Regions from separate parts of the Xenopus laevis genome. Here region 2 is linked to region 1. A link is a contact called in public Hi-C data. All regions are on one chromosome and are shown on one strand. Each heading gives the region's core, a stretch centred on a gene start, on an enhancer-like site or on the middle of the called end of the contact. The rest is flanking DNA. Distances are from core to core; before and after follow the strand shown. Region 1 has its middle 3.2 kb from the start of maml2.S. Region 2 overlaps maml2.S (mastermind-like protein 2).

Region 1 (3,424 bases), core at 691-3,190:
AGATCTCAAGACACTGTCAACAAACAGTTTGATTAAATTACCCTTCTATTTCATGCTTTTCAGATATTTATTGTGTTAAGGTTACATAAGGAATAGTTGTTTGTTGAATACAGCAATAAAAATGATCTCATAAATCAATATAATATTTTCCATGGAACAGAATGCTAACAATGCTTTTATGGATGTAGATTAATTTGATTAGAATTATTTGATTAAAATGGACTCTATGGGAGATGGCCTTCCCTTAATTTGAAACTTTCAGGATAAAAGGTTTCCGGATAACCGATCCTATACCTGTATTGAATTGTTACCGATCCTTGTAAAACAGTATTTAAAACAAAATATTTAATCTTGTTCAAGAAAATACAACACAACACAACATAGTAAGTAAGGTTGAAAAAAGACACATGTCCATCGAGTTCAACCTTTTTTTTTTTTTTATTAACTACCTATCTGCCAGTTGATCCAGAGGAAGGCAAAAAACCCATCTGAAGCCTCTCCAATTTGCCTTAGAGGGGGAAAAATTCCTTCCTGACTCCAAAATAGCAATCGGACTAGTCCCTGGATCAACTTGGACTATGAGCTATTTCCCATAACCCTGTATTCCCTCACTTGCTAAACACCATCCAACCCCTTCTTAAAGCTATCTAATGTATCAGCCTGTACCACTGATTCAGGGAGACAATTCCACATCTTCACAGCTCTCACTGTAACAAACCCCTTCCCAATATTTAGGCGGAACCTCCTTTCTTCTAATCGGAATGGGTGACCTTGTGTCAGCTGGAAAGACCTACTGGTAAATAAAGCATTAGAGAGATTATTATATGATCCCCTTATATATTTATACATAGTTATCATATCACCCCTTAAGCGCCACTTCTCCAGCGTGAACATCCCCAATTTGGCCAGTCTTTCCTCATAGCTAAGATTTTCAATACCTTTTACCAGCTTAGTTGCCCTTCTCTGTACCCTCTCTAATACAATAATGTCCTGTTTGAGTGATGGAGACCAAAACTGTACGGCATATTCTAGATGGGGCCTTACCAGTGCTCTATACAGTGGAAGAATGACCCCTCCTCCCGTGACTCTATGCCCCTTTTAATACAGCTCAAGACCTTATTTGCCCTTGATGCTGCTGACTGGCATTGCTTGCTACAGACAAGTTTATCATCTACAAGGACTCCAAGGTCCTTTTCCATAATGGATTTGCCTAGTGCAGTCCCATTAAGGGTATAAGTGGCTTGGACAACGCAGTGTCGGACTGGCCCACCGGGATACCAGGAAAACTCCCGGTGGGCCCAGGTGTCAGTGGGCCCTTGTGCTCCTAAACATTTGACCTATTTCATGGCCAAATAGAGCAAAGAGGCTAAATAGATGGAATAATAGATTATAGTATGTATAACTAAAGAGACTAGGAGAATAGAGGTTGAGTGAGGAGAGGGAGAATAATAGTACTGAGAGTGGGCCCCTGGTCTAAATTTTCTTGGTGGGTCCTTGGTGTAAGGTTTTTGGGTGGGCCACTGGTGTCCCAGTCCGAGACAGACACAACGGTAGGCGGTAAGGAGTTTTTGTATTGAGTCATGCTGTTACAGAAAGTTTGGTTTCAACAATGGCATTTCATTTCCGTAGCTGATGCTACGTCTTATAATTAATAAAAACTAGGGGTCACAAGGATTGCCGTCTTGTCCCTTTATCCGCACATAACATGCTCATACTGTATGCTGGAGATTAGGCATCTACAGTGCAGTGTGATTCTGATTACTAATCACTCGTGCAGCAAAATCAAAAAAAGTTGACAATATAAAAGGAATTAACTGGGAATCATTTTTGTGCACCTGTTGTCTTACACATATATGCAGGGCCACATTTGATTTGTGTGCGCTTCAGGGCCGCGCAGTCCTAGTGCCCGCCACCCTCGAGCGCACACGCAGGAGCATTGAGGAGCTGCGCATCCCCTGTGCTCCTCAGCAATTGGCCAGGCATCATGCCACCCCTTATAATTTGCGGCCCTAAGCCCTGGCCTTTGTGGCCTCAAATCCAGGCCTGCATATATGGTGTATAATTGAAGAACTAAATATTACACTATATACTTTTGTTGCTCTCTTGCAGCTAAGAGTGCTGGGATTTTCTATCATTGCTGTAACTTTTGAGGATATTGGAAGATCCAAATATTCCCAGCAAATAGACAAAATGCGTATTTTATAGGGATGCACCGAATCCACTATTTTGGATTCATCCGAATACCGAACCGAATCCGAACCCTCATTTGCATATGCAAATTAGGCGTGGGAAGGGGAAACATTTTTTACTTCCTTGTTTTGTGACAAAAAGTCATGCAATTTCCATCCCGCCCCTAATTTGCATATGCAAATTATGGTTCGGCTCGGCAGAAGGATTCGGCCGAATCCTGCTGAAAAAAGCCGAATCCTGGCTGAATCCCGAACCGAATCCTGGATTCGGTGCATCCCTAGTATTTTATCTTGAATTTCGGACAATTATTAAAATTATTTATTAACAGATATTTTTTGAGCGCCAACATATTGCACATCGCTGTAAGATAAATGTGTTTATACAAAGAAATCACATGAGTTACATATATAGAACATACTTCCAATACCGGTACAAAAGGCGAGGAAGGCCCTGAGCAAAAGAGCTTACAGTCTAAAGGGGAAGAGAAGTATAATATACTTTTTAAGGTGTTTCCTGGCCAGGATTTGGCAATTCCCTAGTTTATTTTTTTATTTTTATTGAGAATTAAGCAATTAAAAGGTTTGCAGTTTGCAAGTAATTTGCAATTGGAAGCGATTGCTGTAAACTCTCAACAGGAGTACCAGATAGCTGACAATGAAAGCCAAGCATGCCATCATTAGATTGAGAAAAACATTAAAAAAGACAAAAGGCACTAGTAACTATCTAACTAGTGGGGGCAAAGGGGCGCTATTGCCCCATTGGCACCACAGTATGTGCTTCAGGAGGAGCAGTGCACTACTTTCTTTTATTTCTATGCTTTACTGTAATTACCACCAGTGTTTAATGAAATTCCCGACTGCCCATATTAAACCTGTGGCTTCCCCTGTCGTTCAGTTGGCTTAGTGCATCTCTCGGGATTCCGCTCGCCTAACACAATAAGCTCTTTTTTTTGTTTAATTCCTAATTAATGCTCCAATTTGGATGATATGACAGCAATCTGGTGCTTTATGCAAAGCAGAATCAATAGCCTGAATGAAGGTGCTAATTGCCTGATTCAATTACTGCTCAGCACAGTAACCTGCTCCAGTCAGTCAGTTAGCTGATATTTAACTCCTTTATAGCCGGGGGTACCCACGCTCTCATTCTCATTCTCACTTTCATTATTTCATTTTTACACTGTGGCTGGTTATGAGCCTGGCTATGTGTCTTGGTCAATATTATGGGCATTATTTAC
Region 2 (3,478 bases), core at 251-2,750, 100 kb before region 1:
TGGATAAAATGGAGTCTATGGGAGACGGCCTTTCTATAATTCGGAGCTTTCTGGATAACGGATTTCCGGATAACAGATCCCATACCTTATTTTCTATAAACGTGGAATCCAAACTTGTATCAGAAGAGAACTTGAGAACCAGAAATCTTCTATGGAAGTGGGAACAGCGCTGGTAACGTTTACGAGGGTATTAGCTGATGGAATTTGTTCAATAAAATGACTGATGTTGTTTAATAGGAAGGTAATGCTTATATAAAGGATATTAAATGGAGGATATATTACTGTAAGGGGCTGCGCTGTATCCGAGTCAGCACATTGCAAATCCACTGTTACTCTTATTAAGTGCAAAGTGGGGTCAGTGGGGATCTAACCGGGCGAAGGTTTCCAAACTGTGGGAGCTTTTTCTCTTAAAGTCAAGGATCACATTTCAATACCAGGGTGAGCAATAATAAATGATTAACCTTTCTGGAAATGTACAGTAAAACTATTCTGTTTTTAAATGTGATTCTAAGAAGAGAGAAGTTGTTTATTAATGTCCCAGGCACAAATGCTTGAGCACTAAGGGGCACACAATTGCCTCTAAACGCTCATTTTCCCAGGGACTTTGCTGCTCTCTGCTCCACCCAGTGGTTTAAGGACAGTGCTCCTTGGTATCCTGCACCCGCTGCTGCACCCATAACTAAATGACAGGTAAGGGTGAGAGGGGGTGCTATGTGCCTCCCTGAGTCCAACCCTCAAAAATACCAAATCTAGTCCATTGCACGTTGAGTGCTGATGGTGGAGCAAAGTGCACACCTCCCAACTGTCCCGTTTTAGAGGGTCAGTCCCTCTTTTGACAGCACAACCCGCAGTCCCTCGTTTGTACTGGAAAGTCCAGATTTTCTCTGCACTGAACAGCAGGAAAAAGAAACAAAGTTTCTAAATTAATTGGCTTTTGGCAGAGAGCCCAGAACATAAGATAAGATACATTGGTAACAATTTTGAGATAAGCAAATAAATAATTGTAACATATTACAATATAAGATAACAGGTCCCTTGGGAGAAGTTAGACTCACAGCTTAAAGGGCAATTCACTTTCATTAGCAAAACTGTAATAACTGGAAAAAAAAAATACAGAAATATGTTCAAACTTTCATAACCTGCCAAATTTTGTAAAATGAACATGGCAATGCACGCGGCGACTTTTTTTGTCCCTCTTTTTATTTCCAAAATGTTGGGAGGGTATGGCAAAGTGTGAAAACTAAAAATGATGATGGTTTGTGGTGGTGCAGACAGGCAAGCTGGGCCCCAGACACTGCAGTCTGAAACTGAAAGCAGTTTTTAGCAGCAGTTTTTATCTGGACTGGAGTCAATTTTCACAGTGTTGGAAAACTGCAGCGCAGGGTCGGACTGGGGCCCCGTGCTGCTCAATGTGTCTTTGGACCCGTCGAGGCAAAAAGAAGCAGCGCAGGGTGCAGTTCTGGGCCAGCAGGGCCTGCAAGAGCTTTTTTCCAGTGTCCTGCCGGCCCAGTCCGATCCTGCTGCAGTGGTCATAATGCCCCTAATGCCTATTCCTAGTCCAGGGAACCCTAATTTTTATTACCCATGAGCCACATTCAAATGTAAATAAAAGTTGAAGATCAACACAAGCATGCAAAAAGGTTCCAGGGGATGCCAAATAAAGGCTGTGATTGGCTATTTCATATGTGGACTGGCAGCCTACAGGAGACAACTGGTTTTTATGCAACTAAAACTTGTCTCCAAACCTGGAATTCAAAAATAAGCTCCTGCTTTGAGGCCACTGGGAGCAACATCCAAGGGGTTGGGGAGCAACAGGTTACTCATGAGCCACTTGTTGGGGTGACTTTTGGCCCACTCAGTTATGCTCCCAATTCCTTAGCAATGTAAAGCTCTCATCCTAGTTACCCCCTATGTGCTAGACCCCACCTCTCAGTTAAAGCAACCAATCAGCAATTGATCAGACTTCCTAGAATTAGCCAGAGATCTGATTGGCTGCTTTGGGCTGGCACATTTAAGGCCTACAGCATATTAGCAGATTAATATTTTTTCCTGCAGCATCTCATCAACAGATAAAGTTATATGGCGTGGTCGTTTGTGTTTAGGGCTGAATCCAGGATTCGGTTCGGGATTCGGTCTTTTTCAGCTGGATTCGGATTCACCCGAATCCTTCTGTCCGGCCAAACTGACTTTTTGTCACAAAATCTTTCTCGAAGGATTCAGGGGTTCGGCCGAATCTAAAATAGTGGATTCTGTGCATCCCTATTTGTTTTTTCACTGCAAAAAGGGAGGAAACTGGAGAGAATAGTGTTGGGTAAATGCCAAAGGCATGTAAAACTGAGCTCCAGCGTGGGTAGAGATATTTCAAGGCAAAAACACACAAGGTCAGCTAAGGGGAACACAATCACTGTTTGGAAAATGCCAGGGGGAACATAAAAAACACATATTTTGATAATGTGAGGAATGTCGCTGGATATCATATTTACGCTCAGTGGATCCAAGTCATGTTGTATGAGGACAACTGAGCATTGCACAAGATGCCATTTTTATTGTTGAGTATAGAAGGGGCACACATAGGGGCAGATTTATCAAGGGTCGAATTTCGATAAAAACAGACCAACCGAAATTTATAAAAAAAAAACAAAAGACTTTTTTTGCAGGTGAATAGTAGGTTTTCATCCGAAATCAAATAGTACAAATCGAAGTAACATCTTTTTCGATCAAATTAGATTCAAAGTTTTTTCTACAAAAATTTGATTTTTCAAAGTCCACCGTTTTTTTTTCTAATTCAAATAGAATTTGGACTATTCCCTAGTGGAAGTACATAAAAAAATAGCTTGAAATTAAATTTTGTGACCACACTAGGGACAGCCCGGTTTTTGGTAGGGTTGCTCGGGTCAAAACTTTCTGCCCGGTTTTCCAAATAAGGAAAACCGTGCAGGATTCCCTTGAGTGACATGGCTATCGGCAAATCGCCGCATCATAGCCCTGCCCCCTGATGTCACAGCCACTCCCATCTATAGCATGGTCCGCCCACCGATGTTACGGTCCTGCCCCCTGCCTGGTCTCAGCCATATGGAAAGGTGGCAACCCTAGACCACGCCCCCATATTTTTGGCAGGTTATGAAAGTTTGAACACATTTCTGGGAGTTTTAGGGCGATGTTTTATGTGTTTTGCTAATGAAACTCTTTAGGCTGTTAGTCTCAGTTCTCCCAAGTGACATGCTTATCTAAAATTGTTACAAAAGTATCTAAGTGCAGGCGCTGAGTGTTCTGGGCGCTCTGCCAAAAAGCCTCTTATTTTAATTAAGTTTCAGAAACTTTGTATCTTTTTCTGGCGTCAGTGCAGGGGATCAAAGAGAAACTCGGGACATTTTTATATAAATCCGTGACTTCGGGATGAGCTGTCAAAATCTGGACTGTCCCGCAGAAAACAGGACAGTTGAGAGGTATACAAATTAGCAAAATCCTGATGGAAAAA

What was found. A called contact is a pair of places that touch in the nucleus more often than the background predicts.
Region 2: a Hi-C map of the XL177 cell line shows a contact between it and region 1, with 5 times the contacts expected there. The contact joins two enhancer-like sites. A contact is called at or near these places in 2 of 4 Hi-C or Micro-C datasets (the XL177 cell line and the XTC cell line).

What each region holds. Positions count from the first base shown.
Region 1 is chr2S:155,929,272-155,932,695 of Xenopus_laevis_v10.1, reverse strand. No RefSeq gene overlaps it. Among protein-coding and RNA genes, the nearest start is that of maml2.S, 3.2 kb to the left of the region's middle. Within about 2 kb of position 1,940, at least 1 of the 7 cell types and tissues checked has an H3K27ac peak or open chromatin away from gene starts, as enhancers often do.
Region 2 is chr2S:156,028,338-156,031,815 of Xenopus_laevis_v10.1, reverse strand. All of the region lies in intron 3 of maml2.S (mastermind-like protein 2), which reads right to left. Among protein-coding and RNA genes, the nearest start is that of LOC121400710, 51 kb to the left of the region's middle. Within about 2 kb of position 1,500, at least 1 of the 7 cell types and tissues checked has an H3K27ac peak or open chromatin away from gene starts, as enhancers often do.